Regions from separate parts of the Mus musculus genome. Here all the other regions are linked to region 4. The links are chromatin contacts, called in public HiChIP or PLAC-seq and promoter capture Hi-C maps. All regions are on one chromosome and are shown on one strand. The core of a region is the stretch at or near the end of the contact, and the rest is flanking DNA. Distances in the headings are between cores, read along the strand shown. Region 1 overlaps Enah (ENAH actin regulator). Region 2 overlaps Gm33669 (a long non-coding RNA gene). Region 3 has its middle 18 kb from the start of Gm33669. Region 4 holds the start of Capn2 (calpain 2).

Region 1 (2,700 bases), core at 153-2,652, 620 kb before region 4:
TATCAAATGCCAAAACTCACCTAGGTGAAACTTGGCCATGGAATGACAATCTTCTATGTCTCTACTAAAAGAAGTTTAAAATCTTAAAAACAACAAAACAAAAACAAACCAAAACTTTATAGGAAGGCTGGGTAGACAGAATTGACTAGAGAATATTGAATTTCAAACATTTTTTTTTCCTTAGGTATCAAACTTGAAAAAGGTTCCTGTGTTACTTACTTCATGATTAAAGCTGCATTTTGATTTTTTCAATACTAGGGACCTCATACACACTGTGTATTCCCACCACAACAGGGATGAATCCCAGAGCCAGACTCGATGCACACTTCTTTCCCTGGGGTTTTATTTCCTTTGCGACACCCAGCGCCGGCTAACACCCTATCTATCGGCAACATCACTCACTGCCTGTATTAGACATGTAATTTTCTTTTGAAGGAGTCTGTTTCTACTGCTAAGGACATCTTTCTGGACTCAGAAGGGGGCAGCTGAGACATATTTACGGGCTAAATGGAGACTGTCACTTACAAATAGCTCTTCAATGAAGTGCATGGACATTTCTAACTTTTATTAGAATGTGAAATTCTTTTAACTCTGTTTAATTTTTGTTTAGAAAAGGCTGGATTTAGTGATGAGTTCACCATGCTCTTGAGTTTCCTAACTCAAGAGAGTCAAGTACTCCTCCCTCTCCGCTCTTATCTGGGCCTCCTTTATCCAGGAATCCTGGGGTTCCACACCAAAAACTTCTAAAAGCTCTTTATTGGAATACCCAGTAAGCTTCAAACTAGGTAGGGTGTGGTGACTGATCTCTGGTTCAAGCACTTAACCAAAGCTTCAGTTTTCAGTTATTCTCTATGTTAATGAGCAAGCACTGGAAACCTACAGGTGCTCAGGGAGTTCTACAACAGAGCATCTATAACCGAAGGGAAACGCCCTTTCCCAAACCCTCTCCTCCTCACACAATCCCTATCTTTACAATTTCAACAAATAGAACCAATGATTGTAGAAAATTCTTTTTAACATCAAGTCACAGTAACCAAGTCACTTTCTACCCTTCAGTGACGGTTGCTTTACAAATTAACATAGTTCATACTTCAACAATTTTCAAATTTATCCTAAAGCCCCATCTTCCTTATGTGAGGTATTCATTAATATTGTACCGATAGAAGGCCCCTGTCTGTAAATGGTAATTTTACTGTACCATTTTACTTTCTTTTCTAATCAACTAATCAATCTTAATGTTTAAATTTTGAATCTTTCATTGTTCCAGCATTAAGATATAAAGAAAAAAAAAAGGGGGGGGGCAGGGCTAGAAAGCTAGCTGAATTGGAAGAGTGTCTGCCTCCCTTGCAAGCACAAGGTCATCAGTTAAGATTCCAGAATCCATGTAAAACAGAGCAGCTGGGCGTGGTGGTACAAGCTAGGCAACCCAGCAGCAAGCAGCAGACAGGATCTCCTGAGGCTCACTGCCAGCAGGTCTAGCTGAATTTGTGACCCTGTCTCAAAGCAGGTGGGTGCCAAGGTTGAACACTGGTTTCTACATGCTCATTCTCACATTCACCCACAAAGAGGCTTTAGAAAGAAGCTTGGTACTTCAAAAAGCCACCAAGGTAAACATAAGGGAACAAGATTTAGTGCAGAGCCTATTTTGATGTTGGGAATAGAAAGACTATATCATATCCCCGCCCTCAACCCCAAGAATATTTGGCATAAATAAATGGCTTCTCTTGAGAGATTGACGATTTTAGTTTCTCAAACAGGCGTATGCTTAACTGAAAGCGATTCCTGTACGTACATGTTCTCCAGGATCTTCACATGAAGTACTGACCAGAATAACTGTTTAGTCAGATTCTTTAAAATACAACAAGTTTTGATTAAAAAAAAAAAAAAAAAGGAACTGAACTTATAAAACAGTAAATGCCTCTCACCAAAGAGTCACAGAGCTCTGGGGAGATGATCAGATACCAATTGTATTAAAAACAAAAATGCCGTCACCAGAACAGGTTGAGTCTGGAAGTGAAAACTATTCTGCCTTTGGAAGTGGGCTTTCTAGTGTGATAAAGGGACAGACACCCCCCTACACTCTGCTTTTTATGTTCATCTTGAGTTCCTTTATGCTCCGCGTTTTTATGCTTACGACCCATAGGATTTTACTGATTTGTTTTAGACACGGTTTCTCTATGCATCCCAGCCTGACATCAGATCCACAATCCTCCTGTTTCTGTCTCCAGGATGCTGGATTACAGATACGCCCATAGGATTAAAGACCGTGGTAAAGGGCTTAAGTAATTCTCATGGCGACAAGAAATCAAACAGTTCCTGCAGCCCTGCCTGGCAAGCCCTGAATCGTACAAACATGAATTCTTCACAGCCTCACTGCAAAGATGGGCAAAAGTTAAGAGACAGTAATTTTAGCTAAGCAAATGGAAAAGCTTAGGACTTGCTACTTAATTCATTTTCGAATTTAAGTGACTTTAATTTGTAGATAAAGCAGGAGTGTAAGTTGGAACCAAAAGAAAAATCAGCTGGCTGTCTTCACAACAGTGAGCAACACAAGGTGGTTGCAAATGCAAATTAATGCCAGGAACAGGAAGCACAAAGAGGACGGAGGAGCTTGGGAGAGATGCCGAGGTCTGATAAAGGGGGAAAGACACACACACACACACACACACACACACACACACACACACACACACACACACA
Region 2 (2,700 bases), core at 23-2,522, 640 kb before region 4:
ATTCCATGTTCTACAGTGTGAAATATATAGCCAATGTCATATTCCTTATGTAAATATAACAAACCTCTATACAAACTTGCTTTCATCCTTAATAAATGCTATAATTATATGTATGTCTAAGAATCGCTTTTAAAATTTCTTTGTGAGTTATTACTTGTAAATGTAATTGTTTGCTTTTTTTTTTTTTTTTTTTTTTGTCTCTATATTGCTAGGGTCTCATACAGGGGTGGCGAACAGAAAAAGTTTAAGCCCTGCCCTAAAGACTAGCCCCCCCTCCCAAATACTCCCATCCCCCTCTCTGGAGCAGATGGCCTGGTAAGTTCTGGCAGGCACCTGGGGTTACTCTGTGCTCTCCCTGTACCCACAGCCAGTGCAGGTCTCAGTGTCTCAGCACCCTGTACCCACAGCCAGTGCAGGTCGCAGTGTCTCAGCACCCAGACCAGGCAATGAGTATTCCAAAGCCCGGAATGGATGCGATCTACGTCCCTCATCCGGGCCCCCACTGCCTGGAGGACTGTGTGAAAGAACTTCCCAGCCACCAGACTACTGTGGACCATGTACCTCAGCCAAGTAAACGGAGACAAAGGGATAGTTGGTGGGAGATGGGATGAAGCCTGAAACCCGGGACCATCTATAGGTGTAGCTCTGTTACAGCGCCACCATGTGGTGAGCTTCAGAGTAAGGATGGTGTGAGAGGGGTCGGGGTGGGGTGCGGGTGGGGCCTGAAAGCCTGGCCTCTAGGCTGAGGGACCTACCTCTGGGAAGCCCTTTTCAGATCTTCCTTAACCCAGGTTTCATGCAGCGGCCCCAGAGGGACTTGAACCCCTGCCCAGCTGGCGGACCTCACTCCAACACTCTCTTAGGACGCAAGGTTGGCGGGAAATTTCTGTCTCATAACTCGTACTCTGGCAGGAAAGTCCTAAATCCTCAGAGTAAGAGACTAGAGGCCTAGATGGGGTCCTGTTCTCTGGGTGAAGGCGCCTAGCGTTCAGTGCAGCAATGGATGGGGAGAGAGAAAAGTGGGTCAGCTTCTTGGTGGGGGAGGGTGAGCCCAGAGGATGCGCCAACTAGGGTCATCCCAAGTGTCGTTTCAGCAAGGAAATTCGGGAAGAACCGCTATGCCGCAGAGGCCAGTCTGCACAGGGTTGGCATGAGGCCCTGGCTACTGGCTTTGACTTGAGAAAGAAAGCACAGACCAACATACACCTGGCACTGCACCCAGTCAGCCAGCCCTGGGTAAGCTGGGTATTTGGCAGCACTCCTCCTGGGAGCCCAAGTGAGAGGGAAGTGAGCCGCAATTTAGCGAGGTTGAGTGGGACCGGAAACAAGATGTGGCAAGCTCTGGCAGGTCCCAGGGTGGGCCTAGAGCGCCACCTGGTTTTGGACTACCGATCATCAGGCAAACACCGTTTTCCTGACCCATGCACCATCTTTGACACTGGTCAGTTATCTGGCTGGAGGCCAGAGCTTTAGTGAGAGTGGTAGCCTCTTCCCCAAGCCCAGAGGGTAAGGCATGTCTTTGCCTTTCTCAGCCAAGTTGGGGGGCGGGGAGCAGGAAGGATGAAAAGATGAAGGAATCCTTTGTGCTTTGACAGTGTCCAGGCAGGAAAGAACAGCCTTTCTAAGGATGTAAAAGCCATCCATGGGGTTGCCCATGGCCCAGCAGGGAGAGGCTTTCTCTGCTGGGCAGTTTAAGGACAGCCTGCTTCCCGAGGCAGCAATGCAGTGCACACTGCCCTCTGGGCAGTGACCTGGGCTTTGTATAGGCACACAGATCCCCAGGGATGGAGAACAGTGAGGGACTCTTGAGCATAGCCTGAGGTCAATGTGGCAGAGACGGGACCTCTGAGCTCAGGAGTTCCTAGGTAAACTCTGGGTGGGAGGGATCCCTGAGATGGAACAGTGATGCACAGTCCTCCTCAGGGAGGTGCAAGCTGGTGTTAGGCTTAACTTGATGTGGGAAACAATGGCTGGCTGTGTGTTCCCAGTTCAGCGTTAGACAGCTGTTCCTCCTGCAAGAGACCCTCTTGACTGACAGGAAAGGGCAGTAAGTCCATGGGCTATAGCTCCACGGTAGAATGCTCATTTAGCACCTGTCAGACCCATGGCAGAAGAGCCCCAAGACAGGAGGTGTCACTCCATGCCAAGCCCCACCCAGCTCTGACAAGAAGATCCTAAACCCAGCGTGGTGGTGGCACACACCTTTAATCCCAGCACTGGGGAGGCAGAGGCAGGTGGATCTCTGTGAGTTCTGGGCCAATCTAGTCTAAGTTGCAGGACAGCCAGAGCTACATAGTGAGAGTCTATCTCAAAACAACCACCAAAAACGTAGGAAAAGGAGGAGGAGAGGGAGAGGAGGGAGAGGTGGTCCTGAGCATGTCAAAATCTACACGACATCGGTTTTTTATTTTCTCATTTCAACTTCACCACAGCCTTGAGGAAGCAGGTTGGCCTAGATCTCTACCATTGTCCTCTGTCAATGTGGGGAAGCCTGGTCCCAGGCCCTGGGGAAATCACTGTTTCTAAGGTGGCTCCTGCTTAGGCTGCCCAAGACAGTCTTGCCACTTCACTGCTGCCTGCACAGAATCCCCAGACATGAGACAAACACCTCAGCACGCAGGGCCTCAAATTTGGTGTCTGCTCACCCAGAGCTGTAGAGCCGCAGCCGCTCCCATCAGTCACCAGCCTAGGAGAGGGCCC
Region 3 (2,700 bases), core at 54-2,553, 660 kb before region 4:
ACTTCAGATGACAAATTGACATTGTCATGCATAAATATAGATTGCATCACATTTGTCTGTCTGTTTCTTGTGTGTGTATGTGTGTGTGTATCAGAGTGTATGTGTGTGCATGTGTCAGTGTATATGTGTATGTATATATGTGTATGTGCATGTGTGTGTCAGTGTGTGTGTGTGTGTGTGTGATCACACCCAAGGATCACACAGGGATCACACCCGAGGCTTATGCTCCAACACTAGGGCTGATGAACCCATTTCAAAGGTCTAACACAGAGGCTCTCAACCTGTGGGTTGTGACTCCCTGGTGGGAGGGCTCGAATGATCCTTGTACAAGGGTTACCTAAGAACCCTGGAAAACACAGATTTACGTACTTTTTGCCTGGGACCCCTGCTCCGCCCTGCACAAGCTCTTCATCCATCAACCCAGCCCACACATTGAACACCCCTTTCCTCCTGCTAGAAGAAAACTCCAGGGTAACAGGTCATTACTCCTCATCGCAGTGTTCAGACAACCCACCCAAGAGTGCCCACCCAAGGGCTCAGTTTTTGATCATATATAGGCATAATCCCAGCCCCTAACTGACAGGCCATCACTCCTTACCTAAGTTCTATAAAACCCCCTTGCTTTATACGGGATGCGTGACTCCATTGCCCTTCTGTGAAGTCAGTGAATCCTCCTGAGAGCTGCCTCCTAATAAACCTGCCTTTATCTACTTTTAATCTGGTCTAATCTAGCCTATACTGCATCACTGAGGAAGAGAGAAAGGAATTCAATTACGATTCATAGCAGTAGCAAAGTTACAGTTATGAAGTAGCAACAAAAATGGTTTTGTGGGGCTGACAAGATGGCTCAGCAGTTAACACTGACTGCTCTTCTGAAAGTCCTGAGTTCAATTACCAGCAACCACATGGTGGCTCACAACCATCTGTAAAGGAATCTGATTCCCTTTTCTGGTGTGCGTACACACACACACACACACACACACACACACACACACACACACACTTGTATGGTTGGGGGTCACTACGACATGAGGAAGAGTATTATAGGGTCACAGCATTACAAAGGTTGAGAAGCACGGCTCTAGAAGGTGTGAACCCAGCTAGCCTGCCTCTCCTTACAGCCATTCCTTGTAACGCTGGGTTGTTTGGCAGAAAGCAGGGCTGGGGTGTGGCCTTAGTATTGTTTGGACCTGAGTTTGACCTCACATCCTGAAGCAAGTGGCAGTTGCTGCCCAGCACGGGAGCAGGAAGTGGGTGGGGCTTGCTCCACATGGTGGTTCTTGAGAGAAGAAACAGAAGTCATAACCTCTGCGGTTTGGTTTGTGTTGCAATACGAGCATCAGGAAGCTGCTCTTACAGAGCCTGATGTGTAAAGTTAAGGGCAGATAGAGCCCTGACTGGTGGAGGGGAGGCCCTCCATCCTCCATAGGAACTGTCCAGGCCCTGATAGCTGGAAAAACCATTAAATTTCAGGAAATTTCCCCCAAACATAACTCGGTCCTTAAAACGGAACAGTCAGCCGGGCGTGGTGGTGCACGCCTTTAATCCCAGCACTCGGGAGGCAGAGGCAGGTGGATTTCTGAGTTTGAGGCCAGCCTGGTCTACAGAGTGAGTTCCAGGACAGCCAGGGCTATACAGAGAAACCCTGTCTCGAAAAAAAAACAAAAACAAAACAAACCAAAACAAAACAGGAACAGTCAGAGAATATTTGCAACAATGTAATTTGATCAGCCAGGCCTGATCCCAGCACTTGAGAGGCTGCCTCAAGAGGATTGCTGTGAGTTTGGGACCAACCTGCCTACAACTTGAAATCCTGTCTCAAAAACAAACCACAACAAAAAAGAAAAACCAAAACTACAAAGAACAACAAAACAAATGACACTTGGTTACCCCCCCCCCCCAGGGTCTCACATAGTCTAGGCCAACCTTGAATGACCTTGGATTTCCAATCCTCCTGCCTCCACCTCAGAGGGTTGAGATTACAGGTGTGACTGATCATACTTGGTTTATTCTCTGCTGATGATCTGAGCCCAGGTTCTGTGATTGCAAGATACAGACTCTACCAACACAGCTATGTCCCCAACTCTAGTTAGGGTGCCTTATTCTTAAAGATAAGCAGCTTTAAGATGGGTGTGGTAGCACATGCCAGTACTTGGGAGGCGGAGGCAGGAGGCCAGCCTGGTCTACAGAGAGAGAGTGCAGGGCATCCAGGGATACACAGAAAAACCCTGTCTCAAAAAAAAACAGAAGAAAAAACAAACAAACAAAAACAAAGCAGCCCCTCCCCCCAGGGGTTTACCTTGACTGAAAAACAGCACCCATCAGTAGTGTTACCCAATTTGGGGTTCACAGCTTGTGTACCAACAAAACAGGTTCAGCTAGCCTCTCTCCATAAGACAACTAAAAGAGCCAGACTCACAGTAAAATGTAGAAAAAAAGAGATGTGACCACGTTGAGAAGGACAAAGATGGACTCCCTCTCCCATGTCCATCTTGGGGTCCTGCTTAAAAAGAAGGCAAGGTTCTGCCTAAGTCATCAGTAAGGCATAGTCCTGCCCACCACCAGCTCTGCGTAAACTTCAATACTGTCATGAAAGGTGACCACTTGGGTTGGTCGCTTTCCCCTCTCCCAGCATGACATTCCCAAGGAGGAGAGCTTCCTATCTTTGAGGTCCATGGTTTCCAGAGTTTCTGTAGGACA
Region 4 (2,700 bases), core at 74-2,573:
AAGAGGATAGAAGCAGGGTATGAATGTCCATTGTCCTAACAGGAATCTAGAAGTTTAGACTTCCTCTCAGTTCCTGGGAAAAGTCAAGTGAGGGTCCCATGGGCATCCACTGGCGATTGAAACCACAAGGGAACGGGAAGGGCTTAAGGGCAGAGACTCTGAGGGTTAGGACAGGAGTATCTAGGAGTTGAGCAGAGGTTTCCGGGTGAGGACTCTAGGTCAGCAAAATAATGAGTAACAGAATCATTGGAGCCCATCGATTCTTTAAGCTACCCTTCAGTTCTTTAAGTTAAAGAGTCCTCTAACTGCACTTTGAGAGCCAGACAAAACCCACGCTGGATAAATACATGTACTTGCATTTACAAGTGCCACATGTACTTGTGACCACCTTTGTCAGCCAGAGCCAGGCTGTGCCCACCCCTTGCCCCCACCCACCCAGCAGTCCCGAGTCTTCTATCCTACTCTGATATCCCCACCCCCACCCCTACTGCCGAGCAGTGTCTCCACCCTCACTCAGATCACCACTAGAGTCCAGTAAAAGTTTCACCCCAGCGGCCCTGTGTCCCTGCGGCTTTGTGAAGCCGAAGGCAGCCTCCAGGGCGTGTCCACTAATGGGATTTGGGGTCCTGTCCTGCGAAGCGCTCTGCGCGCAGCTTGGGGCAGGTCCACTGGCTGGGCCTCAGTCTGCATAGGGAGTCCCCTTAGCAGCAATCGCGGAGCACTACTAAGCAGGGACTACCGAGCCGGGGAGCCAGGGACTTGCAGCCTCCCGGAACCCCGAGTGCCCTTCCAGGCCCTGCCGGCCCTGCCTGTTCCCCTCGCGCTTCCTACCGTGGGCCGCTTCCATTCGATGCCCCGAGTTTTGCTGGAGTAGGGCCCCAACTCCTTATAGCCCAAGGATGACGGCAGGGCGGGGAAGGAAGGATCCTGGAAGAGCGCCCCGGCCTCCAGGCACTCGTTCCGCAGCGTCTCGTAGTCCTGGTTGAGGTACTTGATGGCTCTCTCATGCGACCCCAGCCCCTCGGCCGCTTCGCGGTCCTTGGCCAGCTTTATCGCGATGCCCGCCATGGTAGCGATCCGGTTGGCGCACTGCACGGAGAAAGGGGTCGCGGAGAGGCGGGGCACGGCACTCGGCTGGGGCGCGGCCGGGCCCGGGGCGCTGCAGCGGACTGCGGGAGCCGCTGCTGCGGGGATGATTCACCGGCGGGAAGCGCCTGGGCCGTGCGCGGGGTGTGGCCTCCGCCTCCCCAGGCCTGCTCGGCGCCGGGCTCCGGACGCGGCTCGCCGGCGACCTGCACAGTGCCAGCCCGACCGTGAGGACTACGGGGCCGATGCTGCCACCTTCGGACGGCTCTCGGGATGGCGCGGCCCGGTGGGGAGGGCGAGCGGGGGGTGTTGGGGGGACGACAATCGCAAGTTGGGGAGCGAAGTTGTCAAACCCCAGCCATTGGGGAGTAAGGCTGGGCGAAACTCAGCAATGACTGTCCAGAAAACATCGGATGAGTCAGGAGCGGATGAGGGAGGGAGCGCGGCGACTAAGCCAGTTGCCACTCATTGGGCTCAGGATCGAAAGAGAGCTCTGCAGGCTCTGGGCACACATGTTACCTACCACCCCCAAATTTGTGAGAAATGGCTACTGGTGTGTCCATCTTACAGATGAGAAACTGAGCTCCAAAGAAGTTCAAAGATGTAACCCCTACAAATTAAAGCAAGACAGGAATTTTAGGGTCCCAGGGCCTCTGCAGTTACTTATTTGTGCATAAGTAGGGCTGTACAATTTGACAAAAACAAAAAACAAAAAAACAAAAAAACAAAACAAAACAATCCATGCTTGTTAAATCTAAATTTCAAGAAAAGGGGCTGGGGGATTGTGTGGTTTTAGCATACGTAGCCCTCAAATATCACCCGAGGCAAACCTGTGTTAGAATAATAATGTGATGCTTATCTAAAACTCAGATTTACCTGGGATGATTTATTGAGTTGCTGCTGGGACACCATTTAGAACAGAGCCCCTGTTGGTGGCCTGTACCACCGCTCTGTCCAATGAAAGTTTTCGCTGCCACTCACACACACAGAACTGGGCGGGCTTGTGCTATGAATGGTTTAAAGCACGGGTTCTCAACTGGAAGCAACCCGCACGCACCAATGTGACCCTAAAGGTTTTTGACCCTAACTGCAGACTTTCCTCATATTGTCACAACTGGGACAAAGGAGGCTCCTGGCCTCTACTGGGTGGAAGCCAGGTGCTACTAAAGGATGGTCGGGCGGAGGGCATCCCTCTACAGAGAGAACAGGAAGAAAAGTGCAGTCTGAAAGATCTCTGTGCCAGGCTGAGAAACCCTGGTTTGAACCTCATCTTGGTTCAGCATTGATGGTTTCTGAGATAGTTTGTAACTCTGTCAGTTGCAGGAAATTGTAGCAACTTGAAATATCAGTGATATGCAAATGACTGTTCCTGGAAGAATCAAAGTGTCTGTCTCCCTGTGGCAAAGCCAGGGCTTGTCTGTTGATACTGCTACCTCACTATTCTCTCCTGGGCATGGCAGGTGTCTGGGATCTTCCCCCACTTCCCTTTTGAATCCTGAGCCCAGAAAAAATCAGGGTGGGGCCAAAGGAAATCAGATGGTGGGAAAAAATGAACAGCTTCCGGAAAAGAGCCATGAAGCTTAGAAACCACCATGCTGCAAACAAATGCTGGCT

What was found. Promoter capture Hi-C pulls out the DNA fragments that hold promoters and counts their contacts. HiChIP or PLAC-seq counts read pairs in DNA pulled down with a chosen protein or histone mark.
Region 1: a promoter capture Hi-C map of embryonic stem cells shows a contact between it and region 4, with 5 times the contacts expected there. The contact joins the enhancer-like site here to the promoter of Capn2 in region 4. A contact is called at or near these places in 22 of 39 promoter capture datasets (the 3T3-L1 cell line, 3T3-L1-derived adipocytes, the C10 cell line and 12 more) and 8 of 115 datasets of contacts at active chromatin or transcription factors (embryonic basal ganglia, embryonic forebrain, embryonic hindbrain and 4 more).
Region 2: a contact with region 4 is called in an H3K27ac HiChIP or PLAC-seq map of trophoblast stem cells, with 6 times the contacts expected there. The contact joins the enhancer-like site here to the promoter of Capn2 in region 4. A contact is called at or near these places in 12 of 39 promoter capture datasets (the 3T3-L1 cell line, the C10 cell line, HPC-7-derived erythroid cells and 5 more), 6 of 484 Hi-C or Micro-C datasets (the AML12 cell line, B cells, the G1E-ER4 cell line and 2 more), 14 of 115 datasets of contacts at active chromatin or transcription factors (embryonic basal ganglia, embryonic fibroblasts, embryonic hindbrain and 9 more) and 1 of 9 other capture datasets (embryonic stem cells).
Region 3: a promoter capture Hi-C map of embryonic stem cells shows a contact between it and region 4, with 13 times the contacts expected there. The contact joins the enhancer-like site here to the promoter of Capn2 in region 4. A contact is called at or near these places in 2 of 39 promoter capture datasets (embryonic stem cells and hippocampal neurons), 2 of 484 Hi-C or Micro-C datasets (the AML12 cell line and bone marrow-derived macrophages) and 8 of 115 datasets of contacts at active chromatin or transcription factors (bone marrow-derived macrophages, double positive thymocytes, embryonic stem cells and 3 more).

The regions. Positions count from the first base shown.
Region 1 is chr1:181,899,624-181,902,323 of GRCm38.p6, forward strand. It overlaps Enah (ENAH actin regulator), which reads right to left. Exons shown (of 15, transcript NM_010135.3): 15 at 1-2,700. Among named protein-coding and RNA genes, the nearest start is that of Gm33669, 22 kb to the left of the region's middle. Within about 2 kb of position 1,403, at least 5 of the 459 cell types and tissues checked have an H3K27ac peak or open chromatin away from gene starts, as enhancers often do. A contact at or near this core is called in embryonic stem cells, where this site is marked.
Region 2 is chr1:181,880,424-181,883,123 of GRCm38.p6, forward strand. It overlaps Gm33669 (a long non-coding RNA gene), which reads left to right. Exons shown (of 4, transcript XR_865801.2): 2 at 213-557; 3 at 803-871. Among named protein-coding and RNA genes, the nearest start is that of Gm33669, 3.3 kb to the left of the region's middle. Within about 2 kb of position 1,273, at least 119 of the 459 cell types and tissues checked have an H3K27ac peak or open chromatin away from gene starts, as enhancers often do. A contact at or near this core is called in the G1E-ER4 cell line, pro-B cells and trophoblast stem cells, where this site is marked.
Region 3 is chr1:181,859,593-181,862,292 of GRCm38.p6, forward strand. No RefSeq gene overlaps it. Among named protein-coding and RNA genes, the nearest start is that of Gm33669, 18 kb to the right of the region's middle. Within about 2 kb of position 1,304, at least 164 of the 459 cell types and tissues checked have an H3K27ac peak or open chromatin away from gene starts, as enhancers often do. A contact at or near this core is called in bone marrow-derived macrophages, double positive thymocytes, embryonic stem cells and 1 more, where this site is marked.
Region 4 is chr1:182,516,287-182,518,986 of GRCm38.p6, forward strand. It overlaps Capn2 (calpain 2), which reads right to left and starts at 1,324. Exons shown (of 21, transcript NM_009794.4): 1 at 832-1,324. The coding sequence starts at 1,068.